Linked DNA regions of Danio rerio: region 2 is linked to region 1. Evidence: chromatin contacts called from public Micro-C data. All regions are on one chromosome and are shown on one strand. Each heading gives the region's core, a stretch centred on a gene start, on an enhancer-like site or on the middle of the called end of the contact. The rest is flanking DNA. Distances are from core to core; before and after follow the strand shown. Region 1 holds the start of cgnl1 (cingulin-like 1). Region 2 holds the start of mtfmt (mitochondrial methionyl-tRNA formyltransferase).

The links. A called contact is a pair of places that touch in the nucleus more often than the background predicts.
Region 2: a Micro-C map of caudal fin shows a contact between it and region 1, with 7 times the contacts expected there. The contact joins the promoter of mtfmt here to the promoter of cgnl1 in region 1. A contact is called at or near these places in 3 of 18 Hi-C or Micro-C datasets (caudal fin, hematopoietic stem cells and an unstated tissue) and 1 of 4 datasets of contacts at active chromatin or transcription factors (caudal fin).

The regions. Positions count from the first base shown.
Region 1 is chr7:54,093,292-54,097,757 of GRCz12tu, forward strand. cgnl1 (cingulin-like 1) reads right to left here and starts at 1,954. Exons shown (of 19, transcript XM_003198999.7): 1 at 1,822-1,954.
Region 2 is chr7:54,357,383-54,361,848 of GRCz12tu, forward strand. It overlaps mtfmt (mitochondrial methionyl-tRNA formyltransferase), which reads left to right and starts at 1,890. Exons shown (of 9, transcript NM_001077542.2): 1 at 1,890-2,409; 2 at 2,492-2,692; 3 at 3,723-3,845; 4 at 3,947-4,049. The coding sequence starts at 2,186. znf280d (zinc finger protein 280D) reads left to right here. Exons shown (of 18, transcript XM_679451.9): 18 at 1-336.

The sequences.
Region 1 (4,466 bases), core at 704-3,203:
AGGACATTTTTTTCATATCGCCTAGCCCTAAAGTAAACAAAGTGCAGCGTCAAACTGTTTCATGCAATTTGGTTTTCAAGTACACCTTATTCAAATTCAACTGCAAACCCAAAAATCACCCAACTGCAGTCATTTACTTGTTTGTCAGTGTCATCACATCTTAATTCGTTCCAAAGAATTTTAACGACATACGCAATGAGCAACAGCATTGTGTCTCCAGAATAGCAAAACACAATGCTGAAAAAATATCACCCCACTACAGGCTTCACGCCATGCAACAGGCTATTATCAGCTTCCTCTGGATCCCACTGATAACATCCTTACACCTCAAACCAACAAAAGATTGCATGAGTCATATTGATGTCTTTTGTTGCAATGCCAAATGGCATGATCGTGGTATGCAATGTATTACTGTGCATGCAACCTGTGAGATCCTCAAGGGCTTAACAATAAGGAAAACAAAGAGGAATCGGTTCGTTTTCAATGGGCAAGTAAAGAATCTCCTCAATGAAGAATGAAGGTGACACTAAGGAAAGCATACGATTGGAAGACTGGACTTAAGGCCAAATAGGACAAAAACACAAAATGAACACCCTAATAAAGCAAGAATCTAAAGGAAAAATCTTTCTCATTGGATCTCAAGAGAGCAAAAAGAAAACTCAAACTTTCCAGCCCCACAAAGGGGGATGAGAAAGAACAATACGAGCAAGTTAAAAAGCGGCAAGCCCCTTTATCCACAAGGAACAGAGCTTTGGTGCAGAAAAAGGGATATGACACAATAGCCTTATTCAGTCCCTGTATCACATGTACTATGTGCAGAGGGACTCAATGGTGTTAATGTAGCTCCCTTCCTCTCATTGTGCCAACTGGAAACATGTAGCTCTGACGGGGAAGTAAACACGGGCTGTGCAAACTCTTGCAGCATGGCCTCCACCTGCATTCTTACTTTTCCAAGGAGTTTCCTGGTACAATTGTAGTACTCTGACTATCTACATGTAAACTCTATCTAATTAATTAACTCTAACTAATCCAGACTAAAAACTAGGTTAGAACTCCAATAATAATAATAATTAAACGAAGAAAAAACAGAAAGGTTTACTGATAATTATTCTCAAGATGACACAGTAAACACTATAACTGTAAGTAGGGATAACATGAGTAACTACAGTGAACTTTACTCTTTTTCAACAGAATTAAGTCATATTATGGTTTTCTGCACAGTATGGTAAATCTGATCATACTGCATGATTTAGTTTGGGAATCATACATTCAATTGAACTAAAATTTTCATTTTTTTTATGCAAAATAACTGATGTTTACCCTTACATATATATTTTTAGCTAGCAAAATTGTAGTAATTATATTTTTGGCATACGTACTTAAACTTGTATATCTCTACTACTGTTGTAAAACTATAGATTGTGTTGCAAAACCATGGTAAGAGTTACCATTATGAACCATAGTGGCCACAAATTTACTATGATTTTGCAGTACCATAGTTTTACCATGGTAATTTTAGTAAAACTTTGGTTAAACAAATGTAAGTCAATACGCCAAAAACAAGCATGGTTACAACACAAAAAACAAGGCTAAATTTCACACAAACACTGACTGTACCTAAAGATGCGTCAGGCTCTACAAGAGCAGTTTTAATACCCTGCATTTACCATACTGTACATGGAAATACTCGAGTGTGTACTCATTAAAGTTTTGGTAACTTTCTCAGTGTTTTTTAAACTTCAGCGCACAGAACTTACTACCAAACTGCTCCAAGACTAGCGGAGATTCCCACTTTTTGGAAATAAAAAACGCAGCTCTTACCGCTGTTTGTCGTTTATCCTCCAATATGCGTTTGTTTGTTGGTCAAGCTCTGTAAACAGCTGTGACACTAAGCGAAAGCTCCATCTCCTCTCACTTGCTCAAAGTCACTTGTTGCACGTCTTGTTTTCAGACTAGTTTTGCTTCAAGCACACGGGCTGTTGAGAAGCGTCAAGCCCCGCCCACACCAAATCTTCGCCCCGCCCACCCACTCAGCCTGATTCGCGATCAGCTGATCCGCTCTACATGACGGCCGATCAGAGCTGATTTCGCATTTCACCTGATCTCAAGACACAAAGCGCAGAAACTGGGTGTAGGCCCTACAAGCCCTTGTGCTTTGGGTATCGGTGAAATCAAGGGTTTTCATGTGACAGGAGATTTCATGTGATTTGAATGAATTTTTCTTAGTGTTGTCCAGACTGGAAAAACATGTATCTTTGCTTGGTTGTTTGTTTTGGTTGTTTTGTTTTCCAGGGTTAAGCATTAGCCCTAAGTCTAACAAGTGTTTAGAATGCAAACTAAATCTATCGAAACAGATAGAAACAGATTTTCTTTGTAAAATGTGAAGCCGTGTACTGCTGTACATTTCTTTACTCTGGTAAACTGTCTTACCTGGCTAAACTGCCACATCAAAATAAAAATACGATTAAAATAAAATAAAAAGTTTCAGTTTACTTTTCGGATATATATAAAAAGAATTGTTAGCTTTAATATACCTCAATATTGTCAGTACATGTAAGACATATAGGCAACAAGTTCACTATTGGAACAGTTTAACAGCATTATACAGGCTAAAATGATGCTGAGAGCTCTTTAGACTGACAGCGCCATCTAGTGAGAAAACAACCGCCGACAGAATATTTGCATAATGCAAATTACTCACTGACTCTCACAGAAATGTGAACACAAATTTAACACACTGTGTCTTTAATCTTTATTTAGTATATATATATATATATATATATATATATATATATATATATATATATATATATATATATATATATATATATATATATATATATATATATATATATATATATATATATATATATATATGTATGTATAATACAAAAGAAAAAAGTGAATTTTCAACAAATGTTGTAGCTACTTGCAATAAATAAGCAACTAATATGAAAAGCCTGCTGTCTGAATGTGTGCAGCTTCAGCATAGGTATGATCAGTGCATAATTGACCTTCCACTGTAAAGCTCGCAAATTATCTGTTGATGACAGTTTAAGAAGCTGTGAGTTTTTCCTTTAGTGAGTGAAAACAGTTAACCTTAGTTTCATCCTACTTAACATGAGAAAAAAGTATGGGTCACTTTGAGGAGCATTGCAGCTATAGTGAAAACTACAGGACAATCGCTAAAGCAACTATGTTTGCTTTTTATATGTGAATACATTTTACAGTTTTCACAGTGGCTTTGGTGCATTTCTCACAACACTATTTACATTTGCACAACAGTTAATGCATTTCTCAAAACAATTAGTCATTTGTGCGCATCATATATAGCAAATCATTTGTAGCACTTTCTCATTCCTTCCAACAAATTGCAAATGCTTTGGACATGCATCAATTGCTTTCACACAACTCTCTGCTGTTGTATAACATTATCATCTGCTTATGTCATGTCAGTCAAAATGAACTAAACTTGTGAATGCTGAATAGTCATTCCATATAAAACTAATAGTCCTATTTAACGACTTAAGTCATTATATACACAAATGTTGAACTAGTTGTCAAATGTAAATTTTACAAAAATGTTTAAATCTATTTTTTTCCTGAAAATGTCTTTTAAAATGAACAAGTTCATAAATGATTTACAAATCTGTCTATATTGTAGGTTCGGTTCCAATATGTGCTGCAATATTGTTTACAGTTGTGCACAGCTCTACCCAAAGGAAGTTTATGTTTGTTGTAAATAGGGGTGTGTTTATTCTTTTGCACAATGCTGTGAATAAATTAGAATTGCAAAAAGCAAATGCAGCAAAAATGTGAAACACATATTCAGTGTCTTGTACTCAGTTACCTCACTAAATGCAGTGATGTCTAACTTTGCTGTAGTTTTCAAATGGCTGTGTAAATAGTATATAGTGCGTCTTGAGCATTTTCAGGAAGTGTTACTAAAATTTGACTTTTTTGCACTGGAAAAAGTAAACTGTCATAATGAAAACATGACAAAGCCATTTGACTATCTTGTTCATAATCAATGGTGTCAGGACTTTTCATCTTGATGACACTGACACTTTCATTGACATCAATACTTGCTTTTGAGGAATGAACTATCCATTTTGAGCAAGTGACGCGCTTTTGCAGGTTATCAACTAGGTTTGGCAGTTTGTTCTAAGAAATGCATCAACTGTTGTGCAAATGTAAATAGTATTGTGAGAAATGCACCAAAGCCACTGAGAAAACTGTTATAAAATATTTTATTTTAATTTTAATAAAAAAATTGAAAGAAAGAAAGAACATTTAATCAATGTAATTAAATTGATTGGTTAATGTAATTAGCACAGTCTGTTTGTATGTTTATAGTGCTCAGCATAATTGAGTACAGCCTATTTTGAAAATGAATATTTTAATCCATTTCTCAGTGAATATGTGTGATGTACTTGGATGCATTTAAACCAGACAGATTCATTAAA
Region 2 (4,466 bases), core at 640-3,139, 260 kb after region 1:
TGAGTGTTCTCAAGTTTTTTTTTTCCAATCCACAGTTGTGATTGTACAGATGATCACAGACCTAACAGATCTAGATTCCTACATCTGCCTTTTTAAAGTGGTGGTTTCATAAGACAAAAAAACTAGTTCTCAGCAATTTTTCTGTATTTAGGAATGCAAAGATGAGTCCTGTTATTTTATTTTTATTTTTTAGATTGTGTGTAACATATTGTTATATGGAGTTGATCTGGATAGGATTCTGCAATGGGAGTCATTTCTCCTGTTGATTGAGAGAGATTGTAGAATCATTGTAGAAATTACATTCGTCTTCATCAGTAATAAACTTTTTATAACATATTCATTTGCGCCCTTGTGATTCAAATCCAATCCGTGTTCATGTTTTCCTCAAAGTTCTTGATTTGGTGAAGTGCGCCCTCTTGGGGTTTCACGCTGTAATGAGAAAACTTTTGCAATTTTTTTTTTATTGCATCATAACACAAATACAATAAGGCAGAGTTCGTTTAACAACTTCATGTACATTTACAGAACAGAGCACAAATAATAATCAAATCAATATGATAATAATGCAAAAAAAAAAAGTTTAAACAAAGAAATAGACGCACAAACACAGCCGATATATATATATATATATATATATATATATATATATATATATATATATATATATATATATATATATATATATATATCACATATATAACAACTTTAAAGATTTACAGTATAACCAAAATTCCTTTTGGAAAAATAAAAACAGTGGTTTTGTTTTAAGGCACTTGCATTTATAAATATAAAATTTCTCCAAAATTAGAATATTGTTCAATACAAATTGAATATTAACATCTTCCATAAATAAAAGAAAATATATTTTTTAGAAAATTGGGAGGTCAACTTTTTACACAAACATTTAACCACTCGAATGAATCAGACCAGCAGGTTCTGCTATATAAAAGTCTGGAGATGGGTAAATATTGAATATTTTAAAGTCTTTTTTTGGCTTTAGGAGGTATGGGGAAGGAAAGAAACAGTTCTTAATTTGGTTATAGAGCTCCTGGAAAATAAGAAAATACACATTATTTCTATTTGCTTGTATTGGAAATTTATCTTGGGTAAATATTGATTTTATTAGGCATTACACTCCGAATAAAATCTTGTGCATTTATCAACAAATAAGGCAGATAATGTGTCATGCATTGTCACACAGCGATGTTAAATATAGATTGATTGGAAGATATTTTAAAACACATTACGTGTGTGTGTGTGTGTGTGTGTGTATATATATATATATATATATATATATATATAATATCAGAATTATTAGCCCAGAAGAAATTTTAAACACCATTTTAGGGTCAAAACTATTAGCCCCTTTAGGCAAATAGTTTTTTGGATAGTCTACAGAACAAACCATCATTATACAATAACTTGCCTAATTACACTAACCTGCCTAGTTAACCTAATTAACCTGGTTAAATGTCACATTAAGCTGTATAGAAGTGTCTTGAAAAATATAAAGTCAAATATTATTTACTGTCATCATGATGTATATATGAGATTATTAACTTTCTTTGGAAGTTCTGCAGTTTTACTATAGCCTCTAATTTTTTTGTAAAGATATGTGAAGATCTATGCACGTGATTACAAATAGAATCTCTTATTATCCAGAAATGATTTTTCTCTTCATATATATGGAAAGTCCATATTTATTATGGAAAGTTCAAACTTTTTCTCACCCAATGGCATTCAGGTTTTAAGGTTCTAATGCTCCAAAAAAGTCTGTGAATGTGAACTAAATCCAGTTGGAAAGCAAAAACTGCACGTCAAGATTGAATGAAGAAAGGTTACAGTAGTTGTGCTGGTTCAAAAAAGCTTTTATTTGAGACGCAAAGCGGAAACGACGTCAACGTCAACATGGCGCCGCACACATACGCCAGTGTGTACATCTAATTCTTAACCGTAACCTTGCTACTGTCATCTACTGCTTTGGGGAAAAACGGATTAGTATAATGAGCCAACTTTGGAAACGTGATTCTAAAAATGCCAAGGTTGTCTCACCTGAAGTTGTCATAGAATATTAGCATGACTTTCTGACTTCTGCGTGCTTAACGTTAATGGAGGACTGATGGTTTTGTAACTTCGCTAGCTGTTAATGGCAGTTTCTGTCATTTATGAAATCTTACATTAAAGTATGTGGAACTTAAACTTCTTAAAGCTCACAGACCCAGGTCGTTTGCTGTCTCAGAGACTTTGTAGCATCTGTTTCACGCGCCATAGAAGAGGCTTATTTCTCTTGGGCAGAAGCAAATCTTTAGTAACTCAAACACAGTCTGCGTCTAAACCGCCCTGGAGAATACTGTTCTTTGGAAGTGATGATTTTGCTCTGGAGTCACTGAAGCTGCTTCATTTGTCTCGGTAATGACATCCAGGATGTTATTGTATTATTGTCCGTTATGACCTTGCTGTGTTATTCATGTTATTCATCTGTATTCATTAGAAATGACAATAAAGCTGGAGTCGTCGATGCACTTGAGGTCGTGACGCTGTCCCGTGATGCTCCGGTCAGGAAATATGCAGAGCAGCACAGACTTCCGCTTCACCACTGGCCAGATGTGGACATGAGTACACACTTTGATGTTGGTGTGGTGGTGTCATTTGGCAGCTTAATCAAGGAAAACATCATCAACAAAATGCCATAGTACGTTATAAGGGTTCATCAAACGAATGTGACTTCAGCATGTCCATAATTAGTTTGTTATTATGTTTTGATGAGATTTTTTTCGGAAGTAATTTATTCCAACTTTTCCAAACGTAATTAATGGTCTTAATAATGCTTTTAATTTTGTATGTAGTCTTTAATAAGGGCTGTATAATTGTCATCAAAGCCTGGAGGTGAAGTGCCTTGTATAATTCATTGAGTTATGAAAATTTTTTTTCACAATTCTTTACTCAGCAAAGTGTCTGAAACTTGCTGTTTTATACTTTTGGAGACCTAAAGTGGGTAGGTTAAACTGGTAGATTAAAGGTTTAAATCAGGTTTAACATCTTATACTTTACCTTAATTCTCAAAATATTTACTTCACAACTTGTATTTTGTCTCCTTGCTGCACCATTAATTATTCTTTTTTTTTTTTTTTTTTTTAGTTAAGAGTTTGACCGCATTATTGACTTTTTAGTGTGATTATTTCTTGTTTGGTTTATTAACTTATTGCAAAAATAGAAAGATATTTGTACATGAAAATAGAAACACATTGATTCCAATCCCTCATCCATAAACAAAATAAAAATTACAAATTATCAGTCTGTCACTACATAAAGAAATACACATTTAAAAAGCCTAGCTACAGTGCCTATAATGTAGAAAACACATGCTGGATCATTAGAATTTAGTAATACTTAATGTACAATCAATGTGCACATGTACATCAACAAACAATAATTACAATCACACAATCCACAGATCTGCATTTGAAAAACTGTAAGGCTCAGATTGACAGTCGGTAGATGTTGTTTTCACAGACAGAGTGATTAATTTAAGTCTGATTTATAACCTGTAAAAGAAAAGATCAGTTCACTTCCAGTCCCATTTAAAAACTGCACATCACTCATCAACGTTAATGTACAAAATGAATAGTAATTATTAAGATTGATAGAGTGGAGACTGTACAACTACTGTCTGTTGTGATCTCATCTTATAATAGATCATCATTTCTTTTTATTCTTTGTAGTGGTATCCTGAATGTGCACCCTAGTCTTTTGCCACGCTGGCGGGGATCTGCTCCAATATTTCATACAATTCTGAACGGTGACAGTGTCACAGGAGTGACTATCATGCAAATAAGACCGAAGAGGTAAATGCTGTGTTTATTCTAGGCAGGACCTATGAAAGATTAACTAAAATATGCTAAATACCTCTGTATAATTGCCTGACATGACTTTTATTTCTTGTCAGATTTGATGTGGGACCCATTCTTCAGCAAGAGGTGTACGAGATTCCGAAGAACTGCACTGCTGAAGAGCTCGGAGCTACTTTGGCAGATATGGGTTCCAGAATGGTCAGTTACTCCTATAAATGCACTTTTCATTAAAACATCACGCATTGTCTCAAGCACAACCCCCTTACTGTAAAACACATTTTTACAGTACTGTCCTGCTGATAATGATTCCAGAAGGCTTTTTTTTATTAAATGAACTCTCTTAAAGACATTTTAAAAAAGTGACACCAGGAAATGTTACAAAAAAAACTAAATTTAATTTATGTATTCATTTGTTTGTTGATTTTAATTTTATATTTAATATTGAAATGTTCTTGCCATGAAAATAGCCTTGGTTGCTGACATGGCATTAAATAAAAAAGTACATTACATTTTATCAAAACCTTAAAGGCAAATCTAAATGCAAAAACTAAATTCACAGAATCCCTGACATTCTGGTTATTCAATCTCTTTAAAAAACATATCACTGTACTCAAA